Regions from separate parts of the Gossypium hirsutum genome. Here region 2 is linked to region 1. The links are chromatin contacts, called in public Hi-C maps. All regions are on one chromosome and are shown on one strand. Each heading gives the region's core, a stretch centred on a gene start, on an enhancer-like site or on the middle of the called end of the contact. The rest is flanking DNA. Distances are from core to core; before and after follow the strand shown.

Region 1 (6,812 bases), core at 821-3,320:
AATGATTATTGAATATGAAAGAGTATCAGGTAAGTAAAAGCCTAATACTTGTGCTGCGCTGAATTTGATGAGTGCTTGTCTGGTTCTATTAAGTGTGATATGATATATCATAATAATGTGTATGAATGAATGGCGTGATGTTGTATGCTTATTATATGTATATATTGATGAATGTATATATGATGACGCCTCACTAAGTTCTTATGAACTTACGCCATTGAAGCGGCGATACGTGTTGATATGCATACAAAGAAGACTAAAGGAAAGATTGTGACAGAAATGCAGTCTACACTGATGGAAAGGCTGAGAAAACCTTATGAATGTTATTAGCCATAATGTATAAGTGTAAGAAAATCCTTAAAGCGAATTTAAGTCTTGGCAGAGTATAATTGTAGGCTGATATAAGGCGAGAACAATAGATTTTATTCATGATTGTAAACGTAAACATTACACTGTACAAAAATTTATAAGGTAATAATACATGAGGTAATTCAGCTATAAAGAAAAGTTAGAAAATTTTATTAAGACATCGATCGTCTAGTACTTAGGCAAGTAGGAAAATTCTAGATCATGTCCGACTTAGGAAGTAACACCCACTACTCGGATCCGATGGCTCAGGTCAGGTGGAGGGCATTACAACTATATTACAAACCGAACTGGAAGATCATGACTCGACCTTTCGGGAGAACACATGTTCAATTTAACAATGGCATTATGGTGAATACGAATATGAAAACGATGGATATGAGATTTTGATTTTGAAATGTAGGTCCGAGGTTGGCACAAGGATGAGTCACAGGTAAACTAACATGATTGTGAGAGGTAAGTATAAATTGGTGGTATGTGTCCGCCTAGGTACTATGGGTGTTAGGTTTAAATTGGTGAAGTGTTGCCATCAGAAATTACGGCTGATGAATGGACATATTGTGTTTGTAAGACTAAGTCTTACGAAATTATTTATAATTCTCATGAGTACTATTGCTTGTGGATTATCAGTGTTCTTGTATTCGTTTTGTAGCTATTTGGAACTTACTAAGTTCAAATGAACTTACTTCATTACTTTTCTTTCTCAGGCATTTTGTTTTAGAAGAAGATCAGTAGAAGGGGACTATGCTAGAGCTGCGTCTGCGAGTGAGCCATTTGCCTATTTTTGTATCATGCATGGCTATGTGACAGACAATGTATACATATGTTTTGTAATTAACCTTTACAATTAACTACGTCATCTGTATCGTTTTATCTTAAAAGAGAATTGTTCCTTCTTTGAAAGTGTACGTTGAACCCTCTTGAATTACTAATCATAAATTTTATGATTTGAATATAAACGTCATAATTAAGTAGTAGTTGAAAATATACTTTTCTTTTATAATTTCTATTATTTTCTCTAAAGATGCGTTATCTACTGAAAAAAAAAAAGAGATTTTTATGCTAAGGAAAATCTTCATAATTATTTTTCCCAAATTTTTAAGTTAAGTTGAATGGTTTAAATCCATTAATAATGGCTTAGTTCGTCGGACAATCTATGTGGTTGATTGATACATGCCACGTCTACCCAACAATGAACATGTACTTGAAAATTTTTTAAAGCCGGAACTCGGCCCGGTCACGTAGAAATGTACCGTAATCCCAAGCAAAAAAGGATGATTATAAAACTATAATCTAATTGCAAGCAGGACAGTTTTACTTGAAGAATGACACAAATATAATGACTAAAATAATGCAAAAAAGAAAACCTTTGAATTATCAAAAAAGAGAAGAAAAGAGTTGATGACTATGGCAAGGGCCTACACAAAAGCAGACACTTCTAAGAAATGAGGCATTTGTGGACTATGTGATCTTTTCCCAAACTTTTTTCCCTCTTAAAAGTAGTCTAAACATAATAATATTATTTTATATATCTCTATTCATTTGTCACAAACTTTTGCTTTTTTCTCTTTTTATCAACATAATCCAAGTTCTACTTGTATTAACCGTTGGATCAATATCTAAGGATTGGAGATGTCGTTTTAACTCTTTTTTATATATCAATGTAATAATAAATAGAAATAGTTGACTTAAAAGCAGAGTTTAGATGTCCAAAAGTCATTCATAACATGAGACAAATACCTTGGTTGCTCCGTGGCTGTTACTCAGTTGTTTCCACCAACATTCCAAGAACCTTCTTTTTATTATTATTGACATGTATTTAAACTCCCCCCTTACAACATCGTTTTAAGACCATGACATATTCTCAAAATCCCTATCTTTTTCTTCAGTTATGATCTGTTAGGGGTTTTTTTTGTGTGTGTGTGTGTGTTTTGGTCCTTGAATCTTTGGAAATGGCGGGCAAACGGCTTCTTAATGAATCTTGTTCCGACACAGATGAGCCAAAGGAGAAACGGATGAGACCTAAACCTTCTTTTGCTTCGTAATGTTTTCAAACCTTCAATAAATGCTCTATTTGTTTTTATTACTACTTTTGTTGTTTATTTTCTATGCTCAAGCTTTTGCCATTAATGTACACACCTCTTGTTTCATCAAAGCTAATTTCCTTCTGCTTTTTAACAGAGTGATTGGGCAAGCGGTTATGGTGAATTACTTGTATACTGCCTTGGAACCTGTCCTTAGAAAAGTGGTATGGTTTCTTTTAATAACCATATCTCCATCCATTGTACTCTCTAAAATTTCACTTTCATGCATAAACATTTCCTCATAAAATTAAACTACCCTTACCGGTACGGATTTTTCAGGTGAATGAGGAAGTGGAGCGCAGTATTGGAGACCGGCTCCGATCCTTCACCCGGTCTCCGTCGCTACGAATCCAAGCGGCGGAACCCGAACCATCAACCCTTAGACTGATTTTCCCTAAAGCCCTTTCCTTGCCTATCTTTACCGGAAGCAAGATCGTGGATGAAGAAAGCAACCAACTTCAAGTCGCTTTGGTGGATACAAAGGGTGACCAAAGGGCTCCGGTGCTTCTCCCGAACCCTATTAAGGTCGATATCGTGGTTCTGGACGGCGACTTTCCGTCGGGGGACCGTGACAACTTTACTAGTGAAGAATTCGACAGAAACATCGTGCGGGAGAGGACTGGGAAACGACCCTTGCTCACCGGAGAGTTATCTGTCACAGTGAGAGACGGGGTAGCTTCGATCGGAGATATCGAATTTACGGACAACTCGAGCTGGATTCGGAGTCGGAAATTCCGAATCGGGGCAAAAGTTGCACAAGAGAGTTTCCAAGGTGTTCGCATTCGTGAAGCCATGACTGAAGCTTTTGTTGTTAAAGACCATCGTGGCGAATGTAAGTATCCTTCTTAATGATGCTAATTTTTTAAAGTCAAGTAGCTTAATATCTTGATTAATTTTTATTTATCAACAAGCCATATTGAATCATTTCCCTCCTTGGGTTACTACCTCTTGTATTTTGCATCTGACCTTAGCTAACATTAACATCAACTATAATATATTATCAATTTCTTGATATACTCTCTTTCTTTAATAGATTTGGTTATATAATATATCAAATCTATATAGCTTCAAAATATTGAACTAGTCAATCCTTGCCTTAACCAAACTACACTGTTAGGCCAACTGTTTTTTTTTTTTTGAATAAAAAAGAAAATAATTGCCAACTTAATTAATTATAAATATTAATTCATATTTCTAAATACTTTTCTCATTTTTAAAACATCTATTTAGGATTTGGGAACTTATGCCTTTATCTGGCCGGCTTTGTCAATTTAATAGAATTTAAAAAAAAAAAAAACAAGCTATATATTATTGCAAAATAATTCACTTTTTTTTTTTTGGGTATTAATCCATTTGGACAAGGGTATTTCCTGTTCGTGATTTAGAACCACACAAATCATTTTCAGTCAAAAAGGGCTGCACTACCTTTGCTTTTTTAAGTTTGGTAAAAGGAATAACGCTCCTAGAAATTAAATTATATTTTGTTTTTTATTTAAAAAAGAGATAATTAATTTTGTAAACTCGATTAAAGATTAAAAATTTTCTTTCTATTTTTATTGTTTAAAACCAGCATAATTGACAGGATAACCGAATATATAATTATATGTGATGTGTCATGTGTACCTTCATGTTAACATGTATGGATCAATTTTTAACAATAAAAATAGACATAAATTATTAACAAAATAATCAATTTACTTTTTGATGTAATATACTCATTTTTTAGCAAATGAGACAAAAATACTATCTAACTCTTATAATATAAGAGCCTCCATAATTCTTTTACCTCGAATATAAAATATTTTGTTGTTATTATTTTACATTTACTTGTAATAATCTAACATGAATTCAATGTTAATTGAAGTGTACAAGAAACATCACCCACCAATGTTGGGAGATGAAGTTTGGCGGCTAGAAAAGATTGGTAAGGATGGAGCATTCCATAAAAAGCTAGCGTTTGAGGGGGTTAACACTGTCCAAGATTTCTTGAAAATGTCGGTAGTTGACCCACCCAAGATTAGAAAGGTAACAATTTACATTTGATACGGTGAATCTTGTTTGAATTGGATCCATCCATCTAAAAATAAAAATCATTAAATGTTAACTGGTTTCTTTCAATGATGTTGAACAGATTTTAGGGCCTGGAATGTCTGAGAAAACTTGGGACGTCACAATCAAGCATGCCAAAACTTGTGTTATGGGCAATAAATACTATGTTTTTCAAGGCACTAATTACAGAATCTTCTTAAACCCCATTTGTCAACTTGTGAAAGCAGAGATTAATGGGACTACATATCCTATACAAACCCTAAGTAGTATCAACAGAGTAAGTTTTATTCTAAGTTCAAATATATATATATTGTTGCAAGTGTCTAATAATGATTTTTTTTTTGTGCATGGCAATTGCAATTTCAGTCATATGTTGAAGATTTGGTCAGACAAGCTTATGTAAATTGGTCTTCCTTGGAAGAAATAGAAGGGATTTCTAATGAGATTGGCTTGCTCACACAAGGTAATTCCTTTTCTAACAACTAACGTATAAGAGACCCATTTTTTGGCATAGTAGTAATATTTTACCTAAAAAATTTGTACAGGTGAAGACATGTTGGATCAATATCGTAATCAACAAAATGCCACGATGAGATCATTTCAACAAAATGCGTACTTGACTCATGATTCGTTTGATGGATATCTCCCAAATGAAATGCAAGCCGATTGTAGTCGTTGGCAAATAAGCCAAAATTATTTCAATACCCCGAATGAAAATGGGATTCGGTTGAACCTGTTGGAGTCGAATTCGGATGATGATTTGACGTCTCCAAAATCCTTTATCTCGGGAGGTTAATGGTGAAGTAGTGAATTAAAGAAGTCCATCAATGAGATGATCAAGGGGCGACTATTTAAGGATTTACCCCAACTCTAATTTGCCTTCCCCTCCTAGTATTTTGTGAATAAATAATCACAAGGGGGTGTTTAGAGCCGAATAGGCATAGTGAAAATGTCCTTGAAGCTTTTCCAAGTTTCTCAATGTCTTTTTCTTTTTTGCTGGGCCTTTGTTTGATACAGATCGTGCTGCCCCAAGTTTATATTTCCTTATTTTTAAGGCTCTTACCTAAACTTGTAGGCTGCTTGCCAATCAGGATCAACAAGCCCATTTGTGTCTCTATATATATTTTTGTAGACCTGAATGTGTCTATGTTTTAAATCCAATTTCAGCCAATCGAAGACTCGGTTAATGTTTTAATTGAGTTTGGTGATAAAAAATTCGAGTTTTGAATTTGAGTTTTGTAGATTAAAAAAAATTAGGTTGATAGAGCATTGCCTAATTAGTTGGTTGAAATATCAAACACCAAAAAGTCTCAAACCTAAAAAAATATAAGATAAACTATACAGCATTCACCCAATTATGCTTCTTCTTTTTTCTTTAGTTTTTCAACTTAAAAGTTTACAATTTGGTCATTATGCATTTGAGATTGTTTTTTGATCACTCAACCATTAAGTGGCAAGAAGAACAATAATATAACACATTTTTAATTGGTATAATAATAAATTTATTCTTTAAATTTTATAATTTCTATTAATTTGGCCTTAATTCTATATGAAAATTACAAAAACTAATTTCTTTTAAAAATATAGAAAATGATATATATCAATTTAAAAATATATAAATACATAAGAATTTGATGTAATATATATAAAAGCATGGGTTTAGAAAAACTTTTGAATTAACGAGGATATCCTTTACTTTTTATCATATTACTAAAATCACATTTAAAAGTAAAAAGTTGAAGTAAACTAGAAGTTGTAATAATGATACATTTGAAAACATTTATATTTTAATATAAGTCGTGATAATTACACATCTAAAAATAATTATAATTTAATTTACAACTATTTGTTAAAAAAATTAGGCTAATTTTGAAATAGCATTATAATTTGAATTACAATTATTAATTAAAAAATTATGTGAAAAAAAAGTTGTGCTAATTTTATTTTGAAAATTTTATGCTAATTTTATGGATTTAAAATAGAGTTATTACTTGAATAGTATTCTAACCATCTTAATTATCACTTAATTAATATTATAGCTAATTATGTTAATTAGTTATTGCTTTAAATAATGTTACTTTCCATTAATTACATAAAGTAAAACTTTATTGCTTGTTTAATATCTTAAACATATTTTAATTATAATTTACAATTTTTCTATTATAATATTTGATTTGATAAGTTAATATATTTTAATTATATTTAATAAAATTTAAATAAAAATATTATTTTATGTTAATTATTGCAATTAAAAATACAATATTTAAAATTTTTGTTAAATAATAAACACGTAAAATCATTTGCTAGCCTTGA
Region 2 (7,126 bases), core at 1,885-4,384, 280 kb after region 1:
GCAATCTCTTATATGGAACAGAGCAAAGTTTGGTTTCATGCAATAGCTTCCTTTCCTTCATGGAGAACCATCTGATCGAAGTGCCAGATCCCTGAATATCCACAGAAGAAACAAGTTGAGAGAATAAGGAGTATATATTCTATATACATATGTAAGGATTTGACAGTGTAAAGTTTGGTTTCATGCAATAGCTTTGAAAGTGTTAATAAAAGCTAAAGCCTTGAGAGATTCCAATCTCACTATATGTTATATGTGAGTTCTCTCTCAAAATTATTCTAGTTTTTATGTCCTACTACATGTACACCTTATCTGAAAATATTCCAATTTTCACTTTGTTGCGCTTTCTATTGAATTTACTCTGGTTCTAGTTGATCATAACTGCATTATTTGCTATTAGTATTCTACTTGTAAGCTCTTAAAAGATAAAAACATGATTATTCTATATAGGGATTTCATAAACCAAATTTATGGAAGTTTCAGAATTTGAACCTTATTAACAGGCTAAAGATCAAGTGATAAGTGCAAACAAAAAAAGGATAGCAAAGAGAAAGAAGGGAAATTCTTACTCTAACTCAGTCAGTCAGTCATTTGAGCTATGAATATTATACTCTGCCCCTTCCATGCTCATGATAGTAGTAGCATCATCGGCTGATGTGGTGAGCTCATCTTCAAAGTCCTCAGATGATCTTTCCATAGATAATAGAAATGGCTTTGGAGGTATTTCAAGGAGCTCAACATCGCCTCCAAGCATTTCCAAAACCTCACTCATCGAAGGACGATCTGCAGGCTTTATTTGTATACACCAGAAAGCAACTATGATCATTTTCCTTACAGTTTTCTTTTGGCTCTCAGTGGCATCTTCGACTTCTAAATCCTCCCCTCTATCAAATCGGTCATAAATCCAAGAAGGAAAATATATTTCACTAGATTGTCTGGCTTGTGCATTCAAATTCCTTCTCCTTCCTGCCATTTCCATTAACAACATTCCGAAACTGTAAACATCAGCCTTATGTGTGATATTCCCAATGTTCTTGTAAAACAATTCTGGAGCAATATATCCGAGAGTACCTCGTGCTGCAGTGAGAGACACTATACTGTTATCTATAGCATGCAATTTTGCAAGACCAAAATCTGAGACTTTTGGGGTGAAGTTTTCATCTAGAAGAATGTTATGTGGTTTGATATCAAAATGTAAAATCTGCATATCACATCCCTGGTGCAAGTATTCTATTCCTTGAGCCACTCCGATCGCAATCTCAAATACTTTTTCCCAACTCAAACTGATGTCCTTTTCTTTTGAAAATATGACCTTATCTAAAGAACTATTTGGCATAAAATCATAAACAAGAGCTTGTTTCGATCCTTCTACACAAAAACCAACAAGTCGTACCACATTAACATGATGAATCCTTCCAATGGTAGCAACTTCATTGATAAAATCTTTACCTTGAGATTTTGACAATTCTAACAACTTTATTGCAACAAGATGACCGCTTCGAAGCTTTCCTTTGAATACAGATCCAAAACCACCCTGCCCTAATTTATCTTTAAAAGATTCTGTCATTCTCTTTATGTCTGAATAAGAATACCGTATGGGCATTAACTTGTTTTGCATTCGAAGAAATTCTTCAATTGTATCATCCACACACAAGTGTCTTCTGCGAAACTTAAATACTACAACTATAATCAAGCTTGAAACCCCGATTAAAGTTCTAATAGCAATAGCAACTCCTGTACAAGAAAATCAGTAATACAAAGGCATCAACATAAAAAGCATAAAGGCAAAAAATTCTTGTTTTATCTGAATTAGAGTAATGTTGATTCCACACTGACTTTAAAAACTCAATTAATGACTTTTTAAGTTATTATAGATGATAGAAAAAAATTGTATGTCAGGTCCATGAAAGAAATTGAAATTAAAGAAATAAAAATTATGTATTTTATCCACAAGTTATAATTATATAATGAAAACCAATGATTGATTATATTAATGGTCGCATAATTAGAAAAAAAAAAAAGTGTTGGTAAAATTGATTCTCACCTGTTAGAATAAGGAAGACAACCTGAGTCCCTGTCAAGTGAAAATGAGTGAAGATTAGTAATTCTAAAGCAAGAAATAAGGGAATTCCAACAAACTAAATTAATGGAAGGCTGAAAAGCAGCATACTTGAAGTGTAATAATAAATATAAGTGTCCTGCGATGGAAAGGCGTGGGCAAAAAATATTCGAAAGCTATTGAAGTAATTGTAGAGGATGAACTTCAACCGCCATAATCTACATTTCAAAGACTAATTCAATAAATAAAATGTTCGTTTTTCCATAAAGTAAAAAAGGAAATTTATCATTGTTGAGAAATTCGATTTCTTTAGGAGCAATTATTGAAGTATGGTGGACACTTCAAAGACTCCCCTCAACAACATTGGCAACATAAAATTGATTGATTGTTGTGAAGTGTTACATTTTGGCAAGTGTGATGTTGTTGCTGGAACGGGGCGTGTATGCGCATGCCCATGGCACGTCATAACCCATGAGAAGCTCCCGGTGAATATCGAAAATAGATAGACGACGCAGAGCGCTGATGTTAGAAGACTGCAACCGAACGGGTCTCGGCACCTGGATTTCCACGGTGCAAGACTCATCAAAACCAGTGGCGTTCAGCGAGTCGGCGCTAAATAAAGCATAAAAGTAAGGGTAGGGAGAGGAGGCGTTCGCGCAAGGAGCGGCGTCGACGTAGAGAGAAGAGGCCATGGGTGCTCGGCAACTCACAAAATAGATAAAATCAGTAACTTCTCGGCATACAGGGGATTTAGGAAGAATGGAGCATTGTTTAGCGTCCAGACTCTGATCCACCAATCGAATTGTTCCAGAGCCATCATAAAAGATGCCTGCAACGTAGAAACCCAAATTGTTGCTCAAAAAGGTGCGGTTATTTTGGCAAATCAGTTCATAGGAAGGATGGCCACACTGGGGAGGGTCGGCTTTTAATCTGAAAGGGAACCTGATGTTGGTTAAATTTCCGCAGGAAGAGGGGTTACAGCCTACACTTGTGAGTCGTCTTGCACCATTAACAGCTTCAAAAAATGAGAAAGCAGCAAGGGAAAGCAAGCCTAATGTTGCTGCAACTTTTGTTAACATGTTAGAATTTAATAAGCCAAAAGAAGAAGAAGAATGACGAGAAGATGATAAACGTAAATCCTCCCAATCACTTGCCCAAAAGAAGTTTACAGTTTAGTGAAGATGTTGGTCGCTTTGTTTGATTGCAATGGGAGCGTATAGCTGTACGTGTACGCGTTTGCAGTTCATATAAGTCAATATATCAGGCCAAGAGAGCTTGGAATTTTCCAAGCACTAGGACTACAAAAGCCCAGTCATGCCAACCGCATCAAGTCTTTGGTTTAATTTCTTTCCTTCAATTAATACCTGAAATTAAATTGGTTGACTCTGACTTCCACATTCCTCATTTTGCTTTTTGCTTTTTTGGATATCTACTAATTTCACCTGTCTTATACCCTTTCCATTTCAGAGTTGATCAGCTGAGTGAATTTTATCCATTCTTTTTGGCTTTGTAGGTTTTTCATCTATAGTGCTTTGTAGTTTGATTAATTGAACTGAACTGGATCTGAGGCATATATTATTTTTTACTGGATCTGAGGCATATATTACTTTTTACGCGTATGCAGTTTGAAACAGTCCAATCCAAAGGTAGGCAAGCAGGCAGCTTGGAATTTTCTTAGATATCTGCATGCAATAATAAATGCTAAAACCACAAACCACATCTCTTTGCTTTTCTAAGCTTATCCTACCCCAAGTTAACAGGGATGATGTTCCTTCTCCTTGTTGCCTTCATGTTGATGGTGGATGAAGGTGGTGTAGCAGCACTAGATTCTGAAAAATGCAAGGTCACAAACTGCAAACGCTACGGCCCACCTGTCCGATTTCCCTTCTGGTTAAAAGACCAGCGCTGTGGCTACCCTGATCCTGGCTTCCAACTCTCCTGCTCCCAAAATAAACAGACCATGCTCCACCTGCCACGGTCAGTGAAGATGGCGGTCCAGTATATAGATTACGAAAAACAGACAATTGACGTATCTGGTCCGGATGGTGAGACTTGCCTCTATCAGCAGCTTCCTTCTCTCAATTTATCAGCATCCCCGTTCATATTCTTCGAACAACTACAAAACATTACCTTGTTCAATTGTTCAGAAAAGTCAGACAAAGATAGCTATGGAGTCGATGCCTGTCCAATTATAGCTTTACCTTCCGATACTCGCAACAACTTTAACCTCGTCAATTGCACCAAATTTGTTGACATCTCAGCAGTTCCTCGATATTTTGAATTTGGTATTCGCTTACAATGGTCCAAACCCTTGTGCCTTGAATGTGAAGCACAAGGAAGAAGTTGTAGACTGAAGAATGTTAGTACACCACCTCAAACAGAGTGTTATGACACCCCCAAACCCAGCACCCAAACAGGTACATGCCCTTCTACTTCAACTGTCTTGTTTGTTTCTTGGCTGCTTTACACTTACGCATGTTATAATTAGTTTACCAACTTACTTATGTTTTCAATTATTTACTTTTACAAGTTTAAAAACTAAAACCAGTAGTGAATGAAAAGCTACAAATTTGTAAACCAACTAGTTACTCCTTCAATGAGAATAATTTGCGAGTACAATTACATTTTATTCTGAACAATAAGTTACATTTGGTTTTTGGTTTATTTGCAACCTACTATACGTATAATTACATATTTAGTGATAGTTAACCTTATACTATATACTAGTTTATGAACTTAAACCAATAATTTGACACGTTTAAGAGTCCAGGCTGGGTGAGTTAAAAGTGGAGTTCATTGTTTACTGAAGAAACCTTAATTGATTTTACAAGAATTTTGGCTATACTTCACTCTCTTATTAAATCAAGAAAGTTAAATAGGTCATAATAAATTTAAAAAGCTTTTCCAGGAATTAAACACAGGAACTTCTAAAACGCAGCAGTTAATTTACAGCTTCACTATGCTTTATTTGTGTATTTATATTTCTTTTTGTATCATAATTATATTTTATGTTTACATAAACTGACACCTTAATTACTCATATTATATGAATTCTAACACACTCCGAGTATTAAATTATTTGGTCCTATCTCTTGTGCTAAGATCATCCTGCTCTTGATTTATGATTAGAATGTTAAAAACTCATAATTTTATTGTTCCCTACCAATCTCACTATATATAACTCCTGTTTTCTTCCTCATCCCCTGATACCATAGTAACACTAACTTGCATGCCTTTACACGCTTGGTCATGGTTAAAATTATATTTAGGAACACAGAAAGCTGATACATTTCCTTCCATTATTTTACAGGGCTTCCTACAAAGGTAAAGCTAATTATTACAGGTATGCAATGTTTCTCTCTGTTATTGCATACGATTTTACACAAGGCTTGTGTGAGTTGTCAACTTCATTGCAGTTCTCCTCTATTTAAGTTGCTATCAGAGGAAACGTACTAAGTTGGAGCATATTTTATCTGCAGGTGCAATCCTAGCTTCGTTTCTTATTCTACTGACTGTCATTGGACTATACTATGTATGCCATCAGGACAAGAAAAAGAAAGAGAGTCAAAGCAAGATTGAAAAGTTTTTGGAAGATTATAAAGCTTTTAAGCCCTCAAGATACTCTTTTGCTGATATTAAGAGGATAACAAATGAATTCAAGGACAAACTCGGGCAGGGTGGTTATGGAACCGTGTTCAAAGGAAGGCTTTCTAATGATGTTTTGGTAGCTGTTAAGATCCTCAATGACTCCAATGGCAATGGGGAAGAGTTCATCAACGAAGTGGGTTCCATGAGCAGAATCCACCATGTCAACGTGACTCGCTTAGTCGGATTTTGTGCTGATGGATATAAAAGAGCACTTGTTTATGAGTACTTGCCGAATGAGTCATTAGAGAAGTTCATATTTGCAGCCAAGGGTGAGAATCATGTCCTTGGTTGGAATAAGCTTCAAGATATTGCCTTAGGTATAGCCAAAGGGATTGAATACCTACATCAAGGTTGCGAGCAACGGATCCTACATTTCGACATCAAACCTCACAATATTTTGTTAGACCAGAACTTCAATCCTAAGATATCTGACTTTGGTCTAGCTAAGTTGTGTTCCAAGGATCAAAGTGCAGTTTCTATGACAGCAGCCAGAGGAACCATGGGCTATATAGCACCCGAGGTCTTATCTAGGAACTTTGGGAACGTTTCATATAAATCAGATGTTTATAGTTTCGGAATGCTACTACTTGAAATGGTTGGAGGGAGAAAAAACATCGATGTCACAGTGGAGAACACAAGCCAGGTGTACTTCCCAGAATGGGCGTATAATCATTTGGACAACGGAGAAGAGACAGGAATAAGAATTGAAAACGAAAGCCATTCTGAGATTGAAAGAAAACTTACGATTGTTGGACTTTGGTGCATTCAATGGTATCCAGTAGATCGTCCTTCAATGAAAGTTGTGATTCAAATGTTGGAAGGTGAAGCAGACAGTCTCACTAAGCCACCAAATCCTTTTGCATCCGCAGATCATATGAAGATGAGTGCTTTCAAATATAAAAAACCTGTTAATATAGAGCTAGCAGTTATTGCTGAGTAAACATGAGTTCAATTATATATAGCTAATGAAGCAAACAAGAATGGTATATATATATATGTATTCTGAAAATTTTGAACTTGGTTCGGTTCTTGATTTTACCAAAGCAAATACAATACATTCAAATTCAGCTCGACTCATTACTCTGCTACTCAAACTGAGGACAACAATGTCTGTCCCCAAGTATGCCCAACTGATTGGATGGACCATATTGATCAACTTATGCTTTGCAACTAATTGAGAACTTCCCTTAGCAAGTAGCTCTCATTTGCTCTGCATTCGTGCTATTAATTTAAGATAGACAACAGTTTTGTACCTGTTCATTCTCTCGGAGTAACTACTATTAATTACTTAAAGAGGACACATATTTAGTCTTGGCCTGAGCTTGGTTAAACTAATAAAGTCTTCAAATAGATAGCTCGTAACGTGGGATGCAACCCATGAAAGTTGAGAAATGATATGCAATCTCTTAAAATTTCGATTTC

What was found. Hi-C and Micro-C count contacts between places; a contact is called where the count stands out from the background.
Region 2: a contact with region 1 is called in a Hi-C map of leaf, with 2.1 times the contacts expected there. The contact joins the promoter of LOC107891983 here to the promoter of LOC107892037 in region 1. A contact is called at or near these places in 3 of 34 Hi-C or Micro-C datasets (callus and leaf).

The regions. Positions count from the first base shown.
Region 1 is chrD09:25,602,790-25,609,601 of Gossypium_hirsutum_v2.1, forward strand. LOC107892037 (protein SAR DEFICIENT 1) reads left to right here and starts at 2,071. Exons shown (of 7, transcript XM_016817005.2): 1 at 2,071-2,407; 2 at 2,548-2,614; 3 at 2,730-3,282; 4 at 4,315-4,475; 5 at 4,582-4,776; 6 at 4,866-4,962; 7 at 5,045-5,694. The coding sequence starts at 2,319. The coding sequence ends at 5,295.
Region 2 is chrD09:25,878,153-25,885,278 of Gossypium_hirsutum_v2.1, forward strand. LOC107891983 (PR5-like receptor kinase) reads right to left here and starts at 3,135. Exons shown (of 5, transcript XM_016816931.2): 1 at 2,459-3,135; 2 at 2,168-2,274; 3 at 2,042-2,071; 4 at 567-1,731; 5 at 1-91. The coding sequence starts at 3,135. The coding sequence ends at 581. It overlaps LOC107891984 (rust resistance kinase Lr10), which reads left to right and starts at 3,574. Exons shown (of 5, transcript XM_016816935.2): 1 at 3,574-3,702; 2 at 3,817-4,101; 3 at 4,204-4,473; 4 at 5,367-5,399; 5 at 5,536-6,777. The coding sequence starts at 3,675. The coding sequence ends at 6,644.